2 separate regions of the Athene noctua genome follow, and region 1 is linked to region 2. A link is a contact called in public Hi-C data. All regions are on one chromosome and are shown on one strand. Each heading gives the region's core, a stretch centred on a gene start, on an enhancer-like site or on the middle of the called end of the contact. The rest is flanking DNA. Distances are from core to core; before and after follow the strand shown.

What was found. A called contact is a pair of places that touch in the nucleus more often than the background predicts.
Region 1: a Hi-C map of heart shows a contact between it and region 2, with 6 times the contacts expected there. The contact joins the promoter of RBM44 here to the promoter of RAB17 in region 2. A contact is called at or near these places in 2 of 2 Hi-C or Micro-C datasets (heart and liver).

The regions. Positions count from the first base shown.
Region 1 is chr7:29,850,312-29,856,742 of bAthNoc1.hap1.1, forward strand. RBM44 (RNA binding motif protein 44) reads left to right here and starts at 2,934. Exons shown (of 8, transcript XM_074910990.1): 1 at 2,934-3,078; 2 at 3,159-3,184; 3 at 4,149-4,221; 4 at 4,530-4,632; 5 at 5,817-5,890; 6 at 5,984-6,057; 7 at 6,382-6,431. The coding sequence starts at 2,938.
Region 2 is chr7:29,711,292-29,717,369 of bAthNoc1.hap1.1, forward strand. It overlaps RAB17 (RAB17, member RAS oncogene family), which reads right to left and starts at 3,645. Exons shown (of 6, transcript XM_074910693.1): 1 at 3,503-3,645; 2 at 1-134. The coding sequence starts at 131.

The DNA.
Region 1 (6,431 bases), core at 1,684-4,183, 140 kb after region 2:
AGTGTCTGAAAAGAATGACAGACACATTCACAGTGTCTCAGTGAAGCAAGATAATCCTTTCCTGTTGCTACAGGAAAGGGCCTCTGCAGTAGCCATGCAATTTTGTGAACATGCAGGGGACCCTGATTTCTACAGTTGTGAAGAATCCGGTGTGTGTGCGGGTAGTGCTGCCCTCACTGACCGCACTGCAAAGGATGCTGAAACCCAATTTCTAGTCTCTGAAATTCTCACTAGCAAGAATCTCTTTTCTGAGGTAGAAGTTGCAGATAAATCCTCCTGTGGAAATATCAGCTGTCAGAACTCGGCGTTGGAACACTGTGAAAACCTGAAAAAAGTTACCGGTGACTCTACAATTAACCAGGCTGTTGATGCGAGTGCTGATTTTAGAGCTTGCTTTACAACAAGTAGAAGTACCAGTGCTCAGGTTTGTCTGTCATCCAGAGCTATTAATACAGAGATAACAATGATGAACAAATCTCGACCCGCGGAATGGCACCGTGAAACCTGTGCAGATGTTGCTTGCAATACAGACTGGTCATGTGGGGCTGGTAGTGCAGAGGAAATTTGGTCACAGCTTACTGACACTCTGAAAGACCACTCAAGTGGCAATACTGCAAGTGCTGGAAGAAGTTCACCAATTCAGGTAATTTAAAAAAAACCACAACCAAATTATTTTGATAGGTGGAACTTTTTAAAACTTGCTCAGATCTTGTCTATACAAATGTTAATCTGTAATTTTTAAAAATGTTTTTTGTTTAGGAACAGCAGGAATCGAAAAATGAGCTGTGCAGTAGCAGTTTAAAGACAAGCATTGACAGGTGGGTGGAGAATTGTTGTTGTTTGGGATTCTAGATGTTGGATAAGATTTTCTTCATGATTGAAAGGTGGTCTGTGACTTGACAAAACTGATAGTGTTCAAAGACCGCTGCGCAGCAGTTCCTACACCAGAAGGTCAGAAGGGACCTGGACCAGTGAGAAAAATGAACTGAATACCTGAAGGATCTGGGGGTGTTGACTGATAGTTGGCTGGTTGCAGACTGGCCAAGAACAAGCCGAGTGTAAGTCAGCAGTGCTCCCACATGGCAAAGAAGGGAAACCGCATCCTGGGGCTGCGTTAGCTAGAGTGCAGCCAGTGGATGGGGAGAAGTGTTTATTCTTCTCAGTTTGGTGCTCATGAGGTTGCATCTGGAAAGGTTGTCTCCAGCCGTGGGCCTTGCAGTGAAAGAAGAGATTGGCAGACTGGGGAACACCCACTGGAGGGCCACAGAGATGGTGAGGGGAGCTGGTGGAGCACTTGTGGGGAAGCTGAGGGAACTGGGTTTGGTCAGCCAGGAGAAGGGAAGGCTGGGGAGGTGGGAAGCCTCCCGCTGTTCTTGGCAATCTGGTGAGGAGTTGCAGAGAAGACTGAGCCAAATTCTTTGGGGAGGTGTGTTCTGAAAGGGCAGGAGCCAGCAGTTAGAGTGGGAGGAATTCTAAGTGGGTGTAAGAAAAAGTTTCCTACAGTGAGAGTAGTATTGGTACTGTCTCCTTTCTTGGAGATTTAAAATGAACAGAAAAACCCAAACCCAACAACAAAGCCAGACTGCCTAAGGCTCCGAGCTAAGCTTGGAGTTAGCCCTGCTTTGAAGAGAGGTTTGTACTGCAGACTTCCAGAGATCCTTTCCAACCTAAATTATTCTGTGACTGTGGAAAAAAAATAATTGCATCTGTGGATCAACAGAGTTGCTAAGTTTCTTTTTCTTCTTAGGACTGCACTTTTTGAATAGAAATGATTATGGTGGTTGTGCAGTTCCCACCTCTCGGTGAAGGCTGATTATAATGTGAAAGCTACTATAGGACAGTATTTTTTCTGTGTAGTAAATAAGAACTGCTTTAATTTTTCTTTTTTTTTTCCTTGAACCATATCAGAAATAGCTTCTGGAAAATTACTTGTTTCAAAATAAAACATAATGAACTTAGAATACTGATTCAAGGGCTTCAAGGTTTTGTTTATTATTACTATTTTAAAGGCTGGTACACCTTGACAAACAAGCTGTGAAGAATTGTGCATCAAGCTACTGTCAAAAAATACTGCAGAGAGCAATTGAAGCAGAATTGCAGATTCTAAACACTCATTATCAGATGTGCTATCAGCACTGTTTGAAGATTTACAAACTGGCTTTGGAGGAGACCATGTGTTTCAGCAGGCATGTACTGTAATATCCTTTTAAATTAGATGGATAACTTGGTTAAAGGCATTAATTGCTAAATGTTACTGGTGTATTCTATCCATAGCTTGTAATAGTGTTTATAGTTAACAGTTGTTGTCCGAAAGAGTTTACATTCTTCTAAGTCTTTATTTTCAGCCTAAAGTTTTCAGTAGCATTCACAGACCCAGCAAAATATAGTTTGTTTCTAGGAATGTCTTTCTGTACAGGAGGAATAGTACAGAGAATCCCTTTAGGAGTGGATGAGTCGTGTAGAGGGGGAGCTGGGGAGGAGGTGGTAAAGAAGAGAGGAGGTGCAGTATTGTCAAGAGGTGAGGCAGGAAGGGGGGGAGGGGAAGGGGTAGTGATTAAAGAGTCTCTAGCTGTTAAAGCATATGCCCTATAACAAACTCCTAAGCAGTAGAATAGTGTAGGTAAGAGCATCCTCTGAGCTATCCCGGGCACTGGAAAGGGTTCAGAGGCAGGACTTCTTGGCTGGCTTCCACACAGGAGAGGGTTCAAGAGAGGAGGTTGTAATGCTCTGAAAGAGAGTATCGCTCCAGAGCAGTACACTGTGTGTGTTAAGGAGTGAGCTCCGGTTCTTGCATGATGTGGATGGATCTAAACACTGTAAAATGTTTGGGCAGTTCTGAAAGCAGTAAAGTAAATCAAATGTCTGTCGAAGTTGATCTTATTGTCTTATACATATTTTAACAGAAGTAATGGAAATAATGAATTAGGCTCATCTCTCATGTTGGTTTTGGAAGAGCTAAAAAAGAGTTACAACAGTATGAGAATGAAAATAAAAATGGGTGTACCTTTAAATGCACTTCCACCGCTATCAGTTGAGATGAAGGTGTTCCAAGTCTCGTCTTCTTATGTTCCCTGCAAGGTAATTTCTTAATTGCTTTTTGTTTCTAATACAAATTGTTTTCTTCAGAAAATTAAGACAACTCTTTTCTTTCTTGACAGTTGTTCAGAGAGGATCTTTGCTATAAGTAAGTAGTCCTTATTTGTGGTATTTATTAAAAGTTCAAAATAACTGAGAAGTAAGTTTAAAAGCTGTTAAACTTAGAATTTATTTCAGGATGTATCTTGCTGCTGAAACTGTTCAGCTGAAAGACTAGCATAGAACTTTGGGTACAGTGGTTTTATTTTAAGGGAATTTTTTACTTTGTAGCGTTCTAATAGATGAGTTGTATTTTTACTATCTTTATAGCAAAAGTTTTCAATTTACAAGTAGTTTTCTTGGTTCCCCACTTTCACTACTAAAATTGTTGTCTCCTAATCTTAATGTTATCTCTCTTAGAAAAACAAAAACCCACCAAAACAAAAAGATTTTGTGGCCAACAAAGACAACATTGGGCATATAAGTAGCTGTTCTGCTAAAATTATCTTTCAGTTATGAAGAATGATAGAAAAATAACTTCCTATTTCAGGCAGACATATGGTACTGCATGTTCAAGAACCATGTGCAGTTACGTTATGTAAGTGGAGATAAAACCAAATTTGGCAATAAGTTTTTACTGCATCAGGTAAACTAGAGATCTTTTTCAAATTTCTTCTTACATATTAGTAAAACAGATCAAAAATTACACAGAGATTTCAAATCTTAAAGACGTATATTGAAACATCACACAGAAAGCCATCTAGGTTTTTCCTATGAAAGAAAAAGCAGCCTAACATAAACCTAGAACATAGCTTTATGTATCAGGTTGCAACCAGTGCAAAATAAAAGTATCAAAACCAGTGCAAAATGAAAGTATCAAAACCAGTGCAAAATAAAAGTATCAAAAAACTTTGGTTCTCATTTTAAGCTAAGATTTCTTAAGCACATCTTCCTTATTTTACTGTGAGCTTTTGGAAATATTTAAATTAACATTTCAGAGTACTTGGTATCATCGTAGAATTTAAAATTCTACAATGCTATATTTTGTATTAAATTCTTGGGTCTGTTTTTAGTTCTGTTTCAGGCACAAGAAAAGCTGACTTTGAAGCACCAAAACTGCAAGAAAGGAAAATTTCTGTCAACACGGTAGGAACTTCTTCATTACTGAGTTTCCTAGACATTATGTTGTGAAGCATAGTCTTCTCTTAGGTATATGCAAATACAATCACAGTCTTGAACTCAAACTGGGATTCTCTGCCAGTAATTTCAAATGCAGCTGATGTGACCAAAATTTTGATTGTCCTTTCAAAATAAAATAACTTGGAGGTTCTTGAAAACAATCAGTAGGTTAACTTTTTAAAATTTACCCGTTTAATCATTTAATATTCTGAAGCTCAGACAAATAACGTGTAATCGGGTGCCAGTGCTATGACATAACTGAAGCATGTTTGTAGGACAAGCCACAGACTGTATGTTTATCTGATGGAGGTCAGCCAAGTGACTCTACTTCCTTCAAGGCACTTGAAGTACAGCATAAAGATCAGCACGTGGAAAGTGGTAAGCGATCTGCTTCTAGTACAAATTCTGCATTATTTGTTAGTTAAGGTGTTGGGAAAAAAACAAACTCTGTGTAAAACATACATATGCATACTCAACTGTCCTTTCTGTGTTGGAATGATTAGCATGATTTCAGCTCTATATTACATTTTTCATCTTGAAGAAAAATTTTGCTGCTTGAACGAGATGTGACAACTAGTATGTGTCACCTCTTTGTAATGTAATACCAAGTCATGTAGGCAGCTGGAATCCTCTTAAGCACAAAAATTTGGTATTCATTCATATGACATACCACGGTCTGCATTTTAACACACTGAAATTTATTTCAACTGTCAAGGCTGTGTGAAAAATGAAGAATGGAATGAGTATTGGTTTGATGCTAAAGAGGACTTGACAGTAACAGATTTTTCAGTAACAGCTGAAGAAATGAAAAAGCAACAAGAAAAACAGGACATGGTTGATTTAAGAGGTGAGGTTGTGTGCTTTAAGCTACCATACCTAATAATGGTGTTTGTTTATTATTTGAGTATTCTGTTCCTTCTACAAGCACAAGTAAACTTGGAAAAATGTTATTTTGGTTTTCAGAATTTTTTTTTTTTCATTGACTTGCAGTGAATCCTTTTACAGATACTCAGGTCTCTTCATCCATGTTTTTCCTTGAAAACTTTACCTACAGTGGTTAAACGCGATTTAGTAAATGTCCAGCCAATCATGTAGCTGGAAATCTTCCCTTTTTTTTCTCTTCCTCTTTCTGCTTCCATCCCCATACTGGCTTCTTATGAGTTAGCTGGGAATGGTCTGTGTTTGGAGGCTTGGGCCACAGTGACGGGCACAGTTAGAAGTCCCAGTACATTGAAAGCAGAGAGCTTGTGTGCTCTGTGGTTGGGCCTCATAGTACATACTCCTGTTTTAGCACTGTTACCTGTTGGTTCAGACCTGTGTTCTCTCTGGTTGTACCTCTTCTGCCTCTTCAAACCTCAGGAAATACACAGGGAAAAGAGATTTCACAAATTGAACTGTTCTACTTCTCAGGATGCTCATTTTCTATTTGAAGATACTTTTCATTCTTTTATGGTTTTGAAAGGTTTTTCTATCTACGTTTTCCAAAATCTACAGAGAAGATGTTAGCTTGAACTGAAGCAAGAACAGTTAGTAACACCTTGTTTTCTTACATTTATTATCAGAAGTGAAGAAAATGGAGAGTGGAAATGAGTGTTCTTTTATCCGTGTTGGCGGCCTACGTTCCTCAGTGTCAGAGGTATGCATGTTCTTATTTACAGTAGTACCGTCTTGCCTCTCAGAATTCTTTCCCACTATACATTTACAACCCAAATATGCTTCTATTTTGTAGGATAATTTAAGATCACATTTCCAGAAGTATCAGATTTCTGACATTGTTACCTGTGTGGATTCTGGTAATTACAGGTATATTAATATAAGTTTTACTCGTTTCAGATTTTTTTGCTGTCAAAGTAAGCAAATCATGGGAGAGAGGAGGGAGTTGTTCATTAAATTGTTTTAATTTCATTTCAGTGATTACTATAGATACAGTAATAGCTTGACAAAAATCTGTCATTCTAGACAGCTTCTAGTCTTAAGAGAAGTTAAGGAGTTTGAAAGTTTCTGTTGAGTTTAAATGAGATACAGTTAATATTCAAGAGATAATCATCATATGTTCTTAGTGATAGTAATTTAATATGTGTTTTATTTAGTTTCTGTTTTTTTTCTTTTTTAAATTTTATGTCCTAGATATGCATTTCTTTGCTTTAAAGACACTAATAAAGCAAAGTTAGCTGTAG
Region 2 (6,078 bases), core at 2,395-4,894:
AAGTCATTTTTCACATATCGGTAGGCTAGGCTTGACTTTCCCACTGATGTGCTCCCCAACAGAACCATCTTGTAGATGCAGGTGGGACGAATCCCCTCCAGGGAGGTGCCCGGCATTGCTTTCTGTGCCATGCCCTGCAAGGAAACCAACTCCGTTCAAAACACATCTGCAGTGATCCCAGTTCCATCAGCTGAGCCTCCTGAATCAACTCCCGACTGGTGCCAGTGAGGCAGGTGGGGTTTAACTTCAAAACAGGCTAGAACAAAACCATTAATATCCTGAATCAAATTTAATACATCAAACCATCTGCTGCTGTCAGTTATGACCAGAGGGTGGAGATCTTTAGGTAGAAATTTGATGAAAGAGGCCTTCTTGGATGTAGACAAGGAGATTGGATTGGGCACATACCTTTTAAAGAGAGGCCACGTTAGAGAAAGTTAATGGCAATGGGAGTGCCTTGCTCTTGAGCACACCTCCTTCCCCAAAGTCCTGGTGAAGAGCTTAGGCTGATGTTCCATGCTTAATGAGGGTCTTGCTAGAAGTTATACCAGGAGAGGTGAACTCAGGCATGGAGGTGATGCTGCTACCAGCTTGCTAAGGACACTGACAGGGGGATGGCTGGGCATTCCAAGAGCTGATGGGCAACACTTCAAGTCAGCCTGTTGCTCACCAGGGTGAAGAAGCAGGAGTGAGAGGACCTGACTCAAGCACCCTTGGGGACAGCAGCACAGAAAGCAGACAGCACATGCTCCTCCACCATGGATTAAGAAACCCTGGGCAGATCAAGCCCATGAAATCTCATGCCCTCATGACCATTGCACCATGGAGTGTGACTTCACATTACTTGGGGTGGAGCTACACTGCACGGTGACCCAGGACAGTGTGGTAGCATGTCCCAAAGTAATGGCAGTGGCCTCAAACCTGACTTGAAGAGAGTCGCTGCAGAGCGTTGGCCATATGCCTGGAAGATGGCAGGCGGTGTGAACACTCCTGGGTGGCACGTTTCCCTTTCTCCCAGCCTTGAGTTCAAGGAAGTGATACTGCCTCACTGTCGGAGGGAGCTGTCAGTGCTGGGTGGCGAATAACACTGTCTTGCAGCTAGTCAAAGCTTTGCCTTGGCTCCTCCTTGCAGAGCTCCTCCCCTAAAAACACTAAACTCAAGTGGAGAGCTCTGCAGAAGAGCGGGAGGTTCAAGCAGAGCTTGAAGATGAAGGGTCATGGGGTGTTGAACTGAGCAGAAGAGGGCATGAGATGACCTCACATGCACTAATCCCACATCACATGCAGCAGCAAAGGGGAAATATGCCACCAGCAAGCCTGTAACTGCTTTGTGCAGAGATAGGTTGTGCCTCCTTATATAGATCTAATCTTCCAATGCCCAAAGACTGCAAAGGAGCCTTGTGAAGGACACTGAAATGTTAGTGTACTGGTGCTGGTCCCTGCCTGTATGTCCTGACCCTCTTGTCATATTACATGACAGATGAAGAGCCTCCCATGCCAGATTAAACGCTGCTGGCGTGGGGTGCTTTCCTCTGCGTGCTTTCAAAGAAAGCCCTGGTCATCCAGAGAGCAGGGACCTGCAAGACTTATAATGAAGATTTGGTGCCATTACTGCAACTTCTACCCGGGGCTCACAGGAGTCTGGCGTGCAGAATTTGCAGGTGAGCAAGAAGTAGTACCTTTATAAAGGTACTACATCTAACAGCAACACTAGCAATGCAGCTCCTGGCCTGGGAAAGTCTCTGTGGCTCCCTCGTCTGACAAAAGCCTCTTGTTCCCACATGCTGCTCATCCCACATCTCTTTTATTTTGCCTGCCTTCCCCCTGCAATCTGTCAGGCTCCAGACCTTTAATTCTTCTCCCTTCCCTGAGCCTGTTATCAAAGCAGGCTGTCATTAAAAGCATTCCACAGTGCTGGTTGAACCCAAGCCTGTATCTGTGGTTCTTCTGTTCCCTAAGATGGCTTTTGTCCCCTTGAAAAACAGGGGTAAAATCTTCTCTACCAGCTCATACAGCCCGGTGATGAAGAGCAGGATTGCGATTTGTGCAGAACGGCTAGTTACTGATGGGTTTTGTTTTGTTTTTTAAGCAGGAAAAAAGTAAACCCTGCAGCACAGCATAAGGCTGTGTTCCTTCTGGTATTAATCACATGCCTCTTTGTAGGCCTGGAAATAAGACTGCTATCCTTTCTGAGCAGTTACGTTAGCTACCATAGGTGATATGCCATAGAACTCCACAGGGAAGCAAGAACCTGCATGAAAAGCATCCAAGATTGTCTGCATTAGACTCAATTTCACATTATTTCACTCTGCTGCTCTCTATTTAACCCTAGAAGGCTATATTGATGCTGAAACAAAGCTCACCTGAGAATTACTGCAATGGCAGAAATTTCCTTGCAGACTTTTCATACTAACAAACACCTATTAGAGATGGGGAGTTGTGCCAAAGCTCATCTGAAAAAATTGCTTTTCCACATTAAGAGGCAGAATGTGAGTCTCCCTTTCAACCTGAGGAGAATGGCAAGTAAGCAAAACAAGTCACTTTATTCTGATTCAATGGAAAATAGGATTCAGGGGAAATTCTGTTCTTTTTTGGTTTTGTTGGAAGAAAGGAGCTTACAGAGTAAAACTCTGTGCTTGCTGGCTAAGGGACTATAGGAAAACCCCTCCAGACATCTCATGTGACTGGTAGTCACCCTTCTATAGCTGCTCCCCGCCCTGGAGAAGAGCCTCTAGGCAAGACCCTGTTAGGGTTAGAGTCAGCTCCACAGACCCAGGATGCTGCTCTGGCAGGGTCACCAATCCCTGCTCCAGATGGCGATAACGGTGCTGCTGCCTCACAACAAAGAGCATCCTTGCTCTTTCACCCTGTTCTGCTGATGAAGCAGAGGAAGCTCGTTCTTCATCTGAAAACCTCCCTGACTTCCCCAGACTGAGACTGCCTGACTGACCATATCCAGGAGAAACAGTTAGAGCAACTTTCCCACTGATTCCTGTGAGTTAAGCCACAGCAGAGTGCATCAGCATACCAGAAAGCTTCTGTTGGCATAACATGAATAAGTTTGCGTTAACTCACTGCAAACTCAAAACTCTGAAGAAGTCAGCAATGCTTCCATGCAAAATGGCTTTAGCAAATTTTCCCATGCAGGCTTTGAAAGGCTGAAGTGTAACCTGAACTTGGACTGCTTAGATGCCGGATGGATTTCAGGTCTTTTTAGTTTGATCCTGGTAAAGAATAACTCAGCAACTTAGAGAGCAGCCTGGGGAACAGCTGAGGCGTTACAAGTCCTGTCCTCATGCCTAGAGGGCACGCCCCTGCTGAGGGGCAGGGAAAGTTGAACCTTCAATATAAAGAGCTGGAGATAAGTCTAGACAAGCATTTCTCTTCAATCATCTGTAAAAATCCTGTTGGTGGATTTAGTCTCCAGATACAACTTAATATTTTGTGCCAGCTGTGTCTAGCAGCAGATACTCAGGGCAGGCTTTCCTGATCTTACACTTACCTAGAAGATGAGTACCAAAATGGCCGTGACGCAGAACCATTTCTCACTTCCTAATGAAGGAATAAAGCATCGCTGCACCCAGGAAATTGTGTTCTCAGCCAGACACCCCCGTTCCTTCGTCTCGATGTCTCCTCTCTCCTTCCCATGGGCAATGGGTAATTATGTGGAGGCAGCTCCGTCCAGCCTTAACCAGCTTCCCCTGTGGAGCCCACTGGTTTAATGTAAATCAACTTAAAGGTAATCTGTTTGCCGGGTACTGCAGCAGTGCCAGATCAGTGATACTGCACTTGAACTGCCTGCCCTCACTGTTTCCAAGAAGGAACTTGACAAATCTGTTTATGAGGGTGACTCAGTTGTTTATAATTAGCAGGAAAGTAGACTTTATCTAAGGAGCATCCTCTCAAACTCATATTTTACATAAATGCTAGTAATAAAAAACAGAAACATGAGAAGATATTTGTACAGGAATGCAACAGCAAGGGCTTGGCTTTTGCCACTCAATAAATTAGTATCTCTGTAGTGTTTGTCACCTGGGGAGGGGGGATCCTGGTATATTATTGTCAGGCCTTCTATTTCCACAGGAAAACAGTAAAAAAAGAAAAGGCGTGCATTCTTTTGAGGATGGAGCTACTGAGACGTATTATAAGACTCTCTGAACTTCCTGGGGAATTAATGACGTTTAAGTCTAATGATGTCTAACTGATGTCTAAACTTTTCTAAACCACAAGCTCTCAGATGATCCTAAAACATTAAAGACATTTGAGGGGTTTCTGCAGGAGTGCAGCAGTGAACAAGAACCAATTAATGAGCTCCTTGAAAAAAACCTGGACCCCAGTGCTATCCATATAAGTCTGCAGTATCTAGCCCTAAAATTTTGGGACACAATGCTTTTTGGTTCTGAAAAGTGTAGATTTTTTTTTTTTCCCTGGATAGTGGTTGTGCACCTACCTCCTCAGTTACCTTCTAGTATTCATCTCAAAGCACTCCTTTGCTTTTGGGTGCCTCTTTCTACGTGCTAAAGCTCTCACAGTGCTGGGGTAGGAGTGTGGCTGCTTGGAAAGTTCACTTAAGCCAAGGATACCAGGTGATACAAAAATCCCAACTGTAAAGACTTAATGAGTAAACAATGTTAGATTTACATAGTGCTGATTTCTCAATGTAATCAGCCTTTCTCAAAGCTAAGGGGAACAAAATAAGGGTCATTAACTGTGCAGCCAGAGTGGTTTGGGGAAATAAGACAGCAATAAACAGAGACCGCCCTGGGCTCTGGGTAAGATCAAGCGTTATGCTAAGACCTTCGCAGCAGCTCTTTGGCTTCCCGAGAGGATAGAGGTAGGGCAGAAGGCTTCCTAGGTCTTCTAAAATCCCTTCTCTTGGGCAGGGAGCCACTGAAAATGGTGCCACCCTTCCCGGTGGATGCCCCTTTGTGGCTGGCATGCGGGGCTGCTTCCCAGTGGGAGATAAGAGTCCCGGGAACTTATCTGGGAAAGACACCTGGGAAAGGATAGTGGCTCATGGCTGGGGATTGCCCTGCAGGGAATCCCCTGGCAGAGGATGCCTTTACCTTCCTGAAGCCTTGCTCTCCTCCCAGTGCTCCAGTCCGTGGCGTCAGGGGTGAGGGCCCCGTCCAGTTGCCTGAGCCTCTCCATGCTGGAGACAGATAAAAGTGAAACCAGCTGGTGGTTCCTGGGGAGCAGTGTCAAAGGTGAGAGGCAACCAGAGATCAGTGAACCTTAGACCTACTGACAAGCCGGGCAAGGCGGGACCACGGCTGTCGTCACTGTTAGTGGGGCTAGTGACCATGTCCCCCTTCAGCAATCCCTCTCTCCTTCCCCGCTTCCCATGCTGGGGCTTGGTGGTGGGTGGATGGACAGATAGATGAACGGGTTGGTGGCTTTTTCCCCACGCTTCAGGGTCCAAGGCCAGCCCAGCTACCAAGGGCATGGGGAGTAAAAGCAGCCCACACCCCACCATAGTGGTTTGAGGACCAGGGAAGTCTGAGTGTGGGGCTGGCCAGAGCCATGTTGTGCCAGGGATCTGGCCTTCTCCACCTTTTATAATACGGCAATTTCTGCTGACGCACATCAGACCTAGCTTTGGTCAAGTGCCAAAGTAAGGACTCAGATAACTTAGGCCGGGGACTGCCAAAGCAATTTGTTTTCAGGAGTATGGCTTGTTGACTAGCTGGTGGGAGATGACACTCCCCCTTCTATTTTACTTGCTAAAAGGCTTTTACTGCCTTTTAATCAAGGTAATAGCTAGTTACTACAGGCAGTTGGGGCTTGGTGCTTTGGAGAAGGCTGCTCTTGTTAAAGCTCTAACATCTTTAGAGACCGCAGCACGATAATACATTGGGATAACAGGTCTGGAGTAAGAACAGCAAGATTTGATAATTAAAAATATAAATGAAGATAGTTTTTGTATTTATGTGGCTCATCTTGTCATAATCAGTGTCTTTTCTTCAACTAACAGCTCCTATATTTTTCCAGAAGTGAAACAGACTTTACACAATCTAGCCCTAGTAGTTATAGGGAGCAGGGTGAAAAGCATGAGCCCTACAATCAAGCTTAAATAAA